Linked DNA regions of Anas platyrhynchos: region 1 is linked to region 2. The links are chromatin contacts, called in public Hi-C maps. All regions are on one chromosome and are shown on one strand. The core of a region is the stretch at or near the end of the contact, and the rest is flanking DNA. Distances in the headings are between cores, read along the strand shown. Region 1 holds the start of LOC119713574 (low density lipoprotein receptor adapter protein 1). Region 2 overlaps LOC119713574 (low density lipoprotein receptor adapter protein 1).

The links. Hi-C and Micro-C count contacts between places; a contact is called where the count stands out from the background.
Region 1: a Hi-C map of skeletal muscle shows a contact between it and region 2, with 3 times the contacts expected there. The contact joins the promoter of LOC119713574 here to the enhancer-like site in region 2. A contact is called at or near these places in 3 of 8 Hi-C or Micro-C datasets (liver, skeletal muscle and subcutaneous adipose tissue).

What each region holds. Positions count from the first base shown.
Region 1 is chr24:196,041-201,439 of IASCAAS_PekinDuck_T2T, reverse strand. LOC119713574 (low density lipoprotein receptor adapter protein 1) reads left to right here and starts at 3,087. Exons shown (of 19, transcript XM_072027445.1): 1 at 3,087-3,256. The coding sequence starts at 3,172.
Region 2 is chr24:153,784-158,931 of IASCAAS_PekinDuck_T2T, reverse strand. It overlaps LOC119713574 (low density lipoprotein receptor adapter protein 1), which reads left to right. Exons shown (of 19, transcript XM_072027445.1): 9 at 4,251-4,366. Among named protein-coding and RNA genes, the nearest start is that of SELENON, 25 kb to the right of the region's middle. Within about 2 kb of position 3,546, at least 4 of the 8 cell types and tissues checked have an H3K27ac peak or open chromatin away from gene starts, as enhancers often do.

The sequences.
Region 1 (5,399 bases), core at 1,838-4,337, 43 kb before region 2:
TTAAAAGCTCAAAAACCCCTAGTCAGCTCTTCCCCTGAGTCTGAATATGAAAAATAAATAAAGGGAAAAGGAAAAAAAAAAAAAAGTCAGATTATTGTGCTTGCTATCTGGCTTTCTGAACTTCCACTTTTTGTAATTTTTACCACAAAAATCTAGAGACCTAATTTTTTTTCATAGAAGTGAAGACTTTTAATCTGATAACATAACCCTCAAAGTTGCACGTAAAACAGCAATACTTGCAAGGACTAACCATTCCAAAAGGTACAAAGCACATCCAGAATAAAACTGGAAATAAAATTGTCTCTGGTCTCTGCATGCACTCACCGTTAAATGCTTTTTAAAATTTTTTATTTTTTATTTACCAGCATTTTCCAAACAGTCACAGCCCTGCCTGCCCCCCTCTTCGTGGGAAGGACCAAGGACATTTTGTTGGGACAGAAATCCCTGATAAAGTCTACGTCTGGACAGCTGGGTACACCTCCCCAAAGGCAATGCGCAGTATGTACAGATCTAGCGGAGACATACAGCTACAAGGAGCAATCTCAGCACGCAAAGAAAATCTGGACTGGAGGGTAAGGAGATTATAAAGATTAAATAAGATGAAAAGAGATGTTTAGAATTATTATTAGCTTCAAAATCTGCACAACCAGAGCAGCAAAGCACTGTCCATATGCTGTTTTACATCTGCATAGTCTTGATGGCTTTGTTCCTGTCTACACCTTGAATGTAATGTTCTGGTACAATCTGAACACAAAGCAACACTAGCAATAATAAAGTCTGTCTCTAATGAGACAGCACTGGACGTATTGAATCTGGCTGGGTAGAAGCAGCTGGAAATAGCATCTTAAATGCAGTAATGTGACAGGAGAGATGACACAGACAGTACTGCTGGGTAGAGACAAATGAGAACACAGAATTTTCTTAAGGAAAGCCTGAAAAAATGTTATAATTAAGAATGAGTTAAATTGAGCCTAATGCTGAGATTACATCAGGTCGTTGTGGCTTTTCACAGAGTTCAAATAAACCCCCTTTGCATCTGTGCTATGAATTTCCTAATCTACACCTGCTCTAATGTGGCAGAAAAAAGGTTGCTCACAGCAGCAAAGGATGTGAGATGAGGGGGGAATGGAGAATCTCCTAGGGGCTTGCTTTAGGGGATGAGAATAGGTTGAAAGCTTTTTTGAAGGAAATACATAAAAATCAAGAAATGGATTTTGCTCTCTCTTTCCTAAAAAATCCCCATCTGAGCAATGGGGCTATTCTCTAGAGGAAGATTTGCCTCTGAAAGGGACGGATGCTGGACCCAATGCCATCTTGGAGAATTATACACGTTGGTGTGTTTTTGCAGGGGAGTATGTAAAAAAAATCACTGAAATAATTCATTGCTATTTTTCAGCTTATGTTGTTCAACTCTTTTGAAATAAATAAGCTGTTAGTGATATTGTGACATCCCTTGCACTCTGCCAAGCCTGAAGTTGCACTCTGTCAGGGACTGAGCACATGCTCCCAGCCCTGACTTCCATCTCGAGCTTCCGTACCACAGAGTACGCTGCCTTGCTGAGTATATTCGCCTCCCTAAGGCATGTGGCCACATCATCAGGGTGCCAAACCCCAATGCTTAATTCCAAGCATGACATTAAAAGAGACCAGATCCAGCCTTTGGGGGAGTAAAGCAGGAGTAGCCAAAATCCCAGCAGCCCAGAATACACCTGCAAGCATACTTCATTATTTGAGTCAAACTGAGGAAAAGTTTCAGCTATAAAGAATGGGAGACTATAAAATCCTGGATATTTTGGTGTTGCGTGTGGTTTTTGTTTGTTTGTTTGTTTGTTTTTTTAAGTATGGCAGTTCAAAGAGTCGTCTCAAAAAGAATTATTTTAGTTTTGGTAAGGGTGAATAATTTAAAAGGTTTAAAAAGTTTAAATAACCCCAAGGAAAAAAAAAAAAAAACCTTCTGAAATGACTGGGCAGAGCATGGCAGGGCTGGGAAGGTCAGACAGGCTGTGCTCACAGCTAGCAAGAAAGCAACGTTTCAAAAAACAAACAAACAAAAAGCTGTTGTGCCATCCTCAGCCCTTAGACGTGAATGGAGAGATTTGACTTTGCTTCCCTGGCCTGTACAGCTCACCTGCCTGCGGGCTGCTCTTGATGGTAGGATGGCCTGGGCTTCCTGGCATGACAGGAGGCTGAAAGGTACAAAGCTGTGAGGTTGAGAGCCCGAGGCCCTGCCTCCCTCGCGGGGAGGTGACACTGGTAATTTTTCACCCTCGCAAGGATCTTTTAAACTCAAATTACGACTTGCAGGGAGGCTGGCTTCAACATCATGGCCACATTTGAGACCTTGACTCGATGACTCCTCTCTCCCAGGCTGCTGTCACGCCGTTGTGGGCTTTCACTCTCTGGCTGCGGTGGCACCTTGAAGAAATACCTTCTGCTGCTCCCAGCAGAGCCAGCGCTGCCGGCAGAGCGACGGGTGAGTGACACCAGTGCTGGGAGAGCTCCGCAGGGGCCGGCGGCACCGCCGTGTGCCCCACGCTCTTCTCTTCGCACCAGGAACCCGAGCCAGACCCTGCGGTGCGCTGGGCGCCTCGGAGGGGAAGGGGCCAGCGGCACGCAGAGCAGCAGCACGCGGCGGAGCCTCCCCGTCAGGATGCCGGCCGGAACCTCCCGCTGGGACCGCCGCGCAGCGAGGCAGGAGCCGCTGCCTGAGCGGAGCCGAGCGTGGCGGTGTATTGAGAGAGAAGAGATTTGGCCAAAATACGGGAAAAGGGAAGCCAACGCCGGGCGGGGCAGACACCTGCCCGGCGGTTTTCTCAGCCTTGGTTATCAGGGAGCCGATCGCCGAGGTGCCGCCTGAGCTCAGCCGTGCGGCACGTCCCGAGCACGGGGCTGGGCCCCCCCCGCACCCCCGTAACCCCGGCTGCTGGGGCCGAGCCCAGCGGCAGCCGCGGGGACGCGCAGGGAAGCGCGCGCCGAGGCCGGGCTCCGGCCCCCCGCACCCCCCCCCCCCGCTTGGGTGTGCGCGTGGGGGGGACGCGGGCACGCGCGCGGGGGGGGGGGGGGGATGGGGGCGGGGCTTAGCGGCCGGCCCCGCCCCCGGACGCGGTCAGCGCGGGCCGTGCCGGGGCGGCGCCGCCGCCAAGTTGCGGAGGCCGCGGGGCAGCAGCGGCCATGGACGCGCTGCGCTCGGCGGGGCGCGCCCTGCTGCGGAGCCCCAGCGTCGCCAAGCCGGCCTGGGCCGGCGGCCGCCACAAGAGTGAGAGCCGCGCGGCCCCGGCCGCTCCGCGCCCCGCTTCTTCCTTCCCGTGTTCCCCCCCCCCCCCCCCCCGTGTGCCCCGCTTCCGCCCCGCGCCCTGGCTGCGGGTGCTGCTCCCCTCCCCTCCCCTCCCCTCCCCTCCCCTCCCCTCTCTCCTCTCCCGGCGGGCGGCTCGGGGCTGCGGGGCGGGGGGCCCGGTGGCCCCGGTCCTCGTGTCCCAGATCGCGGGACCCCCGGCGGGGAGGGAGCGCGAGCTGCGGGGGCTCCGGCCGCGGCGTGGGCCCGGCCCGGGGCGGGCGCTCGGCTCCTGCCGGCCGTGTCCCTGCGGCGGCCGCCGGAGACGAGCCCCGGGCCGCCCCTTGGCGTGCGCGGCCGGCGCTGGGGCCGCTCCGGCGGGCGGCGCAGTTGGCGAGGGGCCGCGGGAGCGGTGGGAAGGGGCCGGCCGTGCCCGGAGCCCTGCTGTCCCCGGGCACGCTCCAGCTTCTCCGTTTTGCTGCCCTCCTGGCGGGATCGATCCCGGGTTCTGGCCCCTTTTTGTGAGAATGAAGGGGCCGGGAGCTGCGGGAGTTGAAACCGCAGCTCGATGGTGCTTTGGGGGGGGGGAGAGGCCGGCAGCCCCGTGGTTGCAAACGCCTGGTGCTGTGCTGGGACTTGTTGAGCTGCTCCCCAGAGCGGTCCCACGGGGCAGAGACGCTCCTCGCTAACTGCAAAGTGTGGCAGCCCTTCAGTTCGGGCTGCGGACCTCCCTGAGCCTGCAGAGCAATGACCTTGCGGACCAGCCTGTCCCAGGCAGGCGCCTCCCGCCTGCGGGGCCACATCACCTGTGCCAGGCCAGCCTCGGGGGCCTGCTTCGGGAAGGGCAAAGCCTGGGCGCGTTGTGCTTGCGTTAACTGGAAGGTGGAGAAGGTGGTGGGAAATGGTGCTGAGCAGGGCACGTGGAGGAGAGTCTGCACATCCCTGCCACGCTCGCTGCCTGTTTACGTGCTTCAAGCTGACAGCTTGTTGTGTGTTCGGCCGTGTGGTTTCCGTGCCTCTCACCTCAGGTGGCACACTTGGAGGTTCTTCCCCAGGCTGTAACCGCTCGCTGCAAGCAGTGCCAGAGCAGGGGTGCTGGCAGCAAAGGGGCCAAATGGAGCAGAGGCTCTCCTGGGCTTTTACCTGGGAGCAAAGCTCTGCCCAGTAGCAGGAATCAAAGGAGGGAAAAAATCCCGGCTTGGAGATTGTTGATGCTTGCTCCTTGATGCCCTCGTCAGCTTCTTCTTTCAAAAAGCCCTTCAGTGTCTGCACCAAAACCACCCGTGTTTCTGTCTCAGCTCAGTGTGAGGAGCAGGTGCCCGGGGCCTTCCTGCAGCCGGTGACGCTGAGGCATTGCCCCCGAGCACACATGGGGTCCCTGTCCTCAGTGAGTCCCTGCTGGGAGTGCAGCGTGCTGAGCTCCCACCTGGTGGTGGAGCTTGTGTCAGGGGAGAGGCCATGCACCCGGAGCCCTGTCCAGAAGATGAATGTGATGGCTGCTGTTGCAAAACGCCAAGGAGCCTGGGTGGCCGTCCTGAATCTCTCGGGTGTGGCTCGTGCATAGTATCTGAAGCTGAGGCATGGGTGGCTGATGCTAAGAGAGCAGTCCTGCCTGCTTGTGGAGCCAAGGCAGTAACAGAAGAAAGGGCAGGGAAGGTTTTGTCTTCATCTACTGAGAACTTTTGTCAGCAGCCAAGGCACAGAGCACGCCTGGGACAAAAAACATGACGGAAATGGCTGAAATCCTTGCTGGGGCGACGCTCTGTTCAGAGGAGAGAGGATGGAACATTGCACCGGCTGAAATTTCCTGCAGAGGGGCTGTGGGAGGCAGGGGGTGTGCTGGGCTAGATTTGCCCAATCTGTCCCTCCGCCTCCATGCAGGGATCAAGGAGAAGCTGTGTTGCAATGCCACGGAGCAGAAGTCAGGGTGGTGAGGTCAAGGGGTGGTGGTGCTCGCTTCTCTTATCTGTGCTGCCTTGGAAGGATTCAAGGGCAGTGTGTGGTGGGAACATGGGGTATGCACCATGACCAGCTGAAGGAGTGGGAGCAGGCGGCTGCCTGGCTGTTGTATGCAAATCTCTTTCCTGACATGCTCGCCCAGCTTTGGGTGCTGAGGGTGGGAGGGTAG
Region 2 (5,148 bases), core at 2,297-4,796:
TCACTTGAATGTTCTTGTTCCTTCAGACTGACATTAAAGCACATTCCCACGGAGGCTGTGGGTGTTTCAGTGTGTGTACAATGCATTCTCCTCTCTGTGGTGCACTCCATTCAGCACCTTTCACAAGCATTATGTTAATTAATGTAACATTTGTTAGTGATTTCTGTGGCAGCACTCACAAGTGAGCAGGAGGATGACAGTTGCCCTGTGTGGGTGGAAGTAGGAACAGAGCAGCCTTGTTGCCTGTATGGATGTCTCCATTCTTCTAATGCACAAAAGAGCAAATACACTTGTGACTTAGGATAGGGTGGTACAGGGCCTCCTTCAGTGTGAGGGGTGATTACTGCCATGAGCTGTTGCATCTGGTGTGCTGCGTTCCCTCACATGAAACATCTGGCAGAGACCCCGATGCTTGCTCTCACAAGAGCTGCCATGAAGTCCATCAGTTAAAAATGCCATGGTCTCTAGACAAGCATCACTGTGTTCTGCCTGAGGTCCCAGTTTTTCTCCCTGGTTCCAGCAGAGGGTTCCTTTTCCTAGTCAGAATGGTTGTGCACTCTTATGGGGCAGTATAGGAGCTGGAGAGGATCTCAGAGTGGTGTCCAGTAGACACACCATCCATTCTGGCCATCAGCTAAGAAGTGACCTTGCCTCTTGCCAGCAAGGTTTAGCTCCACTCCAGGCCAATTTTGCAGCAGGATCAGTGGAGGAAATTTGTTAGCACGCAGGGTCTTAGATTTGTGGAAACAGGAAAAAATTCAGACGCGGAGTTGTTCAGACACTTTCAGAAGGTTTTTGTCTGAGGATTTCAATGAAGCTGAAACCAGTAATTTAGAGAGGGAAGTGTCAGCAAAAGCCAAAAGTGGCAGAGTGGGTTTTGATTCCTTTTCCTGTTGAAGCTGCTTTCCCTTTGATTATATCCATCACATTACAATGCATAGACCTGGAAGGGTGTTTCTTTTTTTACATCTCACAAAATAATGGGCAAATATCACTATCTTTATAAATGGCTGTGTTCTAGTAACCATGCTGGGATGTGTATAGCACCATCTTTCGACAGCTGAATGTAATCATCACCACTGGAGGTTGTGTCACCAGCTCTGTCATGATCCAATGAAACAAAGTCCAAGCAGAAACCTGAAAGGGATGGAGATTCTGTTGTAGCAAAGAATAATCAGTGTGTACAGGAAGGTCCGGGTCTTTTTGTGAGGCTGAGAGGGCTGGGGATGTTCAGCCTAGAGAAAAGAATTCTCTGGGGGAGACCTCTTTGCAACCTTTCAATACTTGAAGAGGTCTTTTAAAAAAGACAGAGGACTCTTTACTCGGGTAGATAATGATAGGACAAGGGGGAATGCTCTTCAACTAAACGAGGATAGACTTAGACTAGACATTAGGAGGAAATTCTTCACTATAAGGGTAGTGAGGCACTGGAACAGGTCGCCCACAGAAGCTGTGCATGCCCCATCCCTGGAGGTGTTCAAGGCCAGGCTGGATGGGGCCTTGGCCAACCTGAACTAGTGGGTGGCGTCCCTGCTCATGGCAGGGGGGTTGGAGTTAGATGGTCGTCGAGGTTCCTTCCAAACCAAGCCATTCTATGAATCTGTGAGTCTTAGATGTCCTCTCTGTGCTGGCATGTGACAGGGACACAGCAGCAAAGTCTTGGTGCCTGGTTTGCTCTCTGCATGGCTGTGGAGGGCAGGGAGGTTCCTTTGTATCTTCTCATGGGTAGCTGAAGGTGACACTGTAGCTTTTGCTGTTGCTATAGACCTTAGCTGCAGGAAAAAAAAAAAAAAAGTCAGATGTGCAATTGTTTCAAAGCTGGTACAGAAGAAAGGAACCTGTGACAAAACCGATGTATGAAACAACTTGCAGTTCTTCAGATAAAGAGTGTTTAGGGGAATGTTTAAAACAAATTTTGAAACGATACAAAGACAAGCCAGCAAGGAAGCATGGTTTGCCCCCACCTTATCAAATACAGAGGAGGAAAGCTGAGCAACTCTGAGCTGTATGCCTTAATGAAGATTCAAGCATGTTCCTAATCCTCTGGTGCCTTTCATGTATTTAAAGGCCTGACTTGTTAAAAGTGTAAAAGGCTCTATAAATTCAGGCACTAATTTTCATTTCAATTAATCATTCCAGAAAATTGTAACTTTATTGTCTCTTTGTCTTTGTTTCAGTTAGAAGATGCAACTTTTTTCATTGTCTCTCTGCAGATTCTGAAAGGCTTTGTGGATTATATCATCAAATTAAATCAACCCCGTTAGTGTTACTCTCAGAATATCACAGTAATGGGCTGTGCCTCAGGCACTTCTTCCTTTTTTAAAAATATTTTGCTTGTCTGTGTTACTCTGAACTGGTGTATTTTTCCTTGCTAATAGGAAAGTGTATAAAAAGTTACATGATCATTAATATTGAAGAATCATTAAAGTTGATAAAAACAGCTCTGACTGCAGAAATGTTGTTTTTCATGGTCACTGCTTTTGGAAAACATGCTGTACAAACCTCAGCTTGGCTGTTTTTAGAACACACCAGTTGATCTAGTGGCTATTTGATTCCATCTGTTGCACTTTGAGAGGTAGCTTCAGTTAGATGAACATTCTGCAAGCCTGTTAGGAATAAATGGATTTCTAGAGACTGTCTTCATCTCTTTTCCACAGTCCCTGTTTTTGATGCAGACAGCATCTGAAAGCCAGGAATCTGTAGCTGAGCAGTAAAGTCTTGGTTGGGTTTTTGTTAAAGTGATGATGTGCTGACTGGCTGAAAAGTAAAAACTGCAGTCTTGTAACATCAACAAAATAAGGCAGGATATCTTTCTTATGGGAGATGAGTGCTGAAAGCATACATGAGCCCTACAAGAAATTGGTGGATCTGAGCACTTCTGTGGGGTAAGGGTATTGTGTACATCAGACAGTCACATTTTTTTCTTAATAAGAAAAGGCCAAAGTCTTAAAGTTCATAACACATGACTCACCTTTGCCTTCTTCTCTCCTCTGCTGTAGTTCCTTGACAGCACATCCAGCTAGGTTTTTCTCTCTTAAGCAGAACTACAATTGAAGTAACACTGAAGGTATTACAAAAGTGCCAACTCACTCTGCGCATACAATAGAAGGCTGGGAAAGCTTGGAAAATTTGGGGTGGTATTTTCAAGTCAGATAGAAGAAGGAACTGACTTGAGCCGAATAGAAGGATGTCTTAGGAAAACACAGAGGGTCTTGAGTCATGGTGTGCTTTGTACCCTTGGCTTTCTAGTGCTAGGAATATTCTTAGTGAACCCTAATAGAAATAAAAGTTTGGCACTGGGATATTCCAAACCCAGAGTTGTTAATATCTCTGGTTTCATTTGCTCTTAACTGCTCCGAGACTCTTTGTATACCCCGTATAGTTTTCTCAGCGTGCACGTCATGTCATTCTGTCTCATTGAAATCTCTCTTACAGTATTTGCATAAGACAAAGCTTGGCATACATTTTGTTTACATGGATGACATAGTAGGTCCAAATACTTGGTTGGTATTTGCTTAGTCTGCATGTGTCCCATTGCCATCAGCTGGAGAGCGGTGGGCATGCTCACAGGGACTCTTTGTTTTGCTAGCCAAAGGAAGGGAGCCATCCCCAGAGTCACCCACTCTCTGTTTATGATTCATTAAGATTAGTTTCTGGTCTCTTTGCTGCCAGCTGAGGCTGTGCTGTGTGTATGCTGGCAATAGGAAAGCCTGGATCATGAGTTGGAGCAAAAGTACTTTGTGGCCTAGATAACAAGCACTACATCAGGAGAGAATTGATCAAAGTGCTTTCTTAGATGCTCTTGCACAATGAAAATAAAATTATTTTCCATCAGAAGAGGCTTATGCTTGTAACTGGGTTAGAAAGAGGCTGAATTTGGGTTTGCAGATGAACAAAGATTAGGGGTGCAATTGTGTAAACATTTTGGCCAAGATAAGAACTGAAAAACAAGGCCAAGGATTGCAGTCATGACTGGTGTTCTAACGTGCAGACCTTGAGCTGTTCTTCGGGAGTATTTTTTCTGAACATTATCAGGCCTTTGAAAATTGTGCCTCTCCAAAGCAACATATTTTGGGTAGTGGAGCTCACTAGTCCTGTCAAAAGAATCAGAAAAAGTGGCTAGTCTGGATCCCATCCAGAAATCCCCGCTACTGGGACTGGAAGCTGCTGCCTGTCTCAGCTCCTGCAGATTTATTTAGAGGTAAAAAAGACTGCACAAATGGGGCTTCATCACACTTTTCTGTTTGCAGGAGGTCTTCGAGGAGCTACAGTGGTAGATGCCTTAGATACTCTGTACATCATGGAACTTGAGGAGGAATTCCAAGAAGCAAAAAAATGGGTGGAGAAGAGCTTTGACTTGAATGTGGTAAGTCAATTTCTGGCAATGTCTGTCTGTATCAGAGAAATGCTTAGTGCGTGTTTTGCCAGTTCTAGTTACAGAGCCTTCTCTAAGAACCATTTGAGGAGGGGACATCTGAAGAATGCAGGGGAAGAAACACTCAACTCACAGATTTTTTTAATTTATTAATTTATGTGTTTTTTAAGGCCAAAGGGACTGCTGCGATGATTCGCCCAATCTTCTCCCTATATGTAGCAAAGGCTTCCAGGCAGGGATCACTGGATCAAACTCAATGTCTGACTGAAAATGAAATTCGGTGTTTAATATTTTGTTTTTGTATTCTGGTCTCGGCTGTACAACATCTGTACTTATAGGATACTCTGTAGAATTTCTTTTCATGAAAGAACAAGTTCTGCTTCATCTTGGTAAAATGTCTGTCTAAGATAAAGCAAGTTTTCTTTTTACATGCTGTAGGTTAAGATTAAAAACACTGGTCTCCTTCACTGGGTCCTTTGCTGGTATGCAAAGCCGTTGCTGAGGCTTGTGCAGTGGAAATGTAGTGCCTTGAGAGCAAAGTGGGAGCACATATTGAGCCTAGCTTTGAAAGGAAGGGCATCATCTCTGAAAATGGCTGAAGATGGTCATTCTCTGTGGTCCTTGAAGCTTTCCTAGCTACTTTTTCTTAGAGGAAAATCTGTTAGATTTGATGGGACTCTGGGACAATACATCCTTTGCAGTGCTATCAAATGAAGGATGCTGTCCCTGTCAGTACATAGAGGCTTGTAAGAAAGCATGAGAGGGAATCTTTG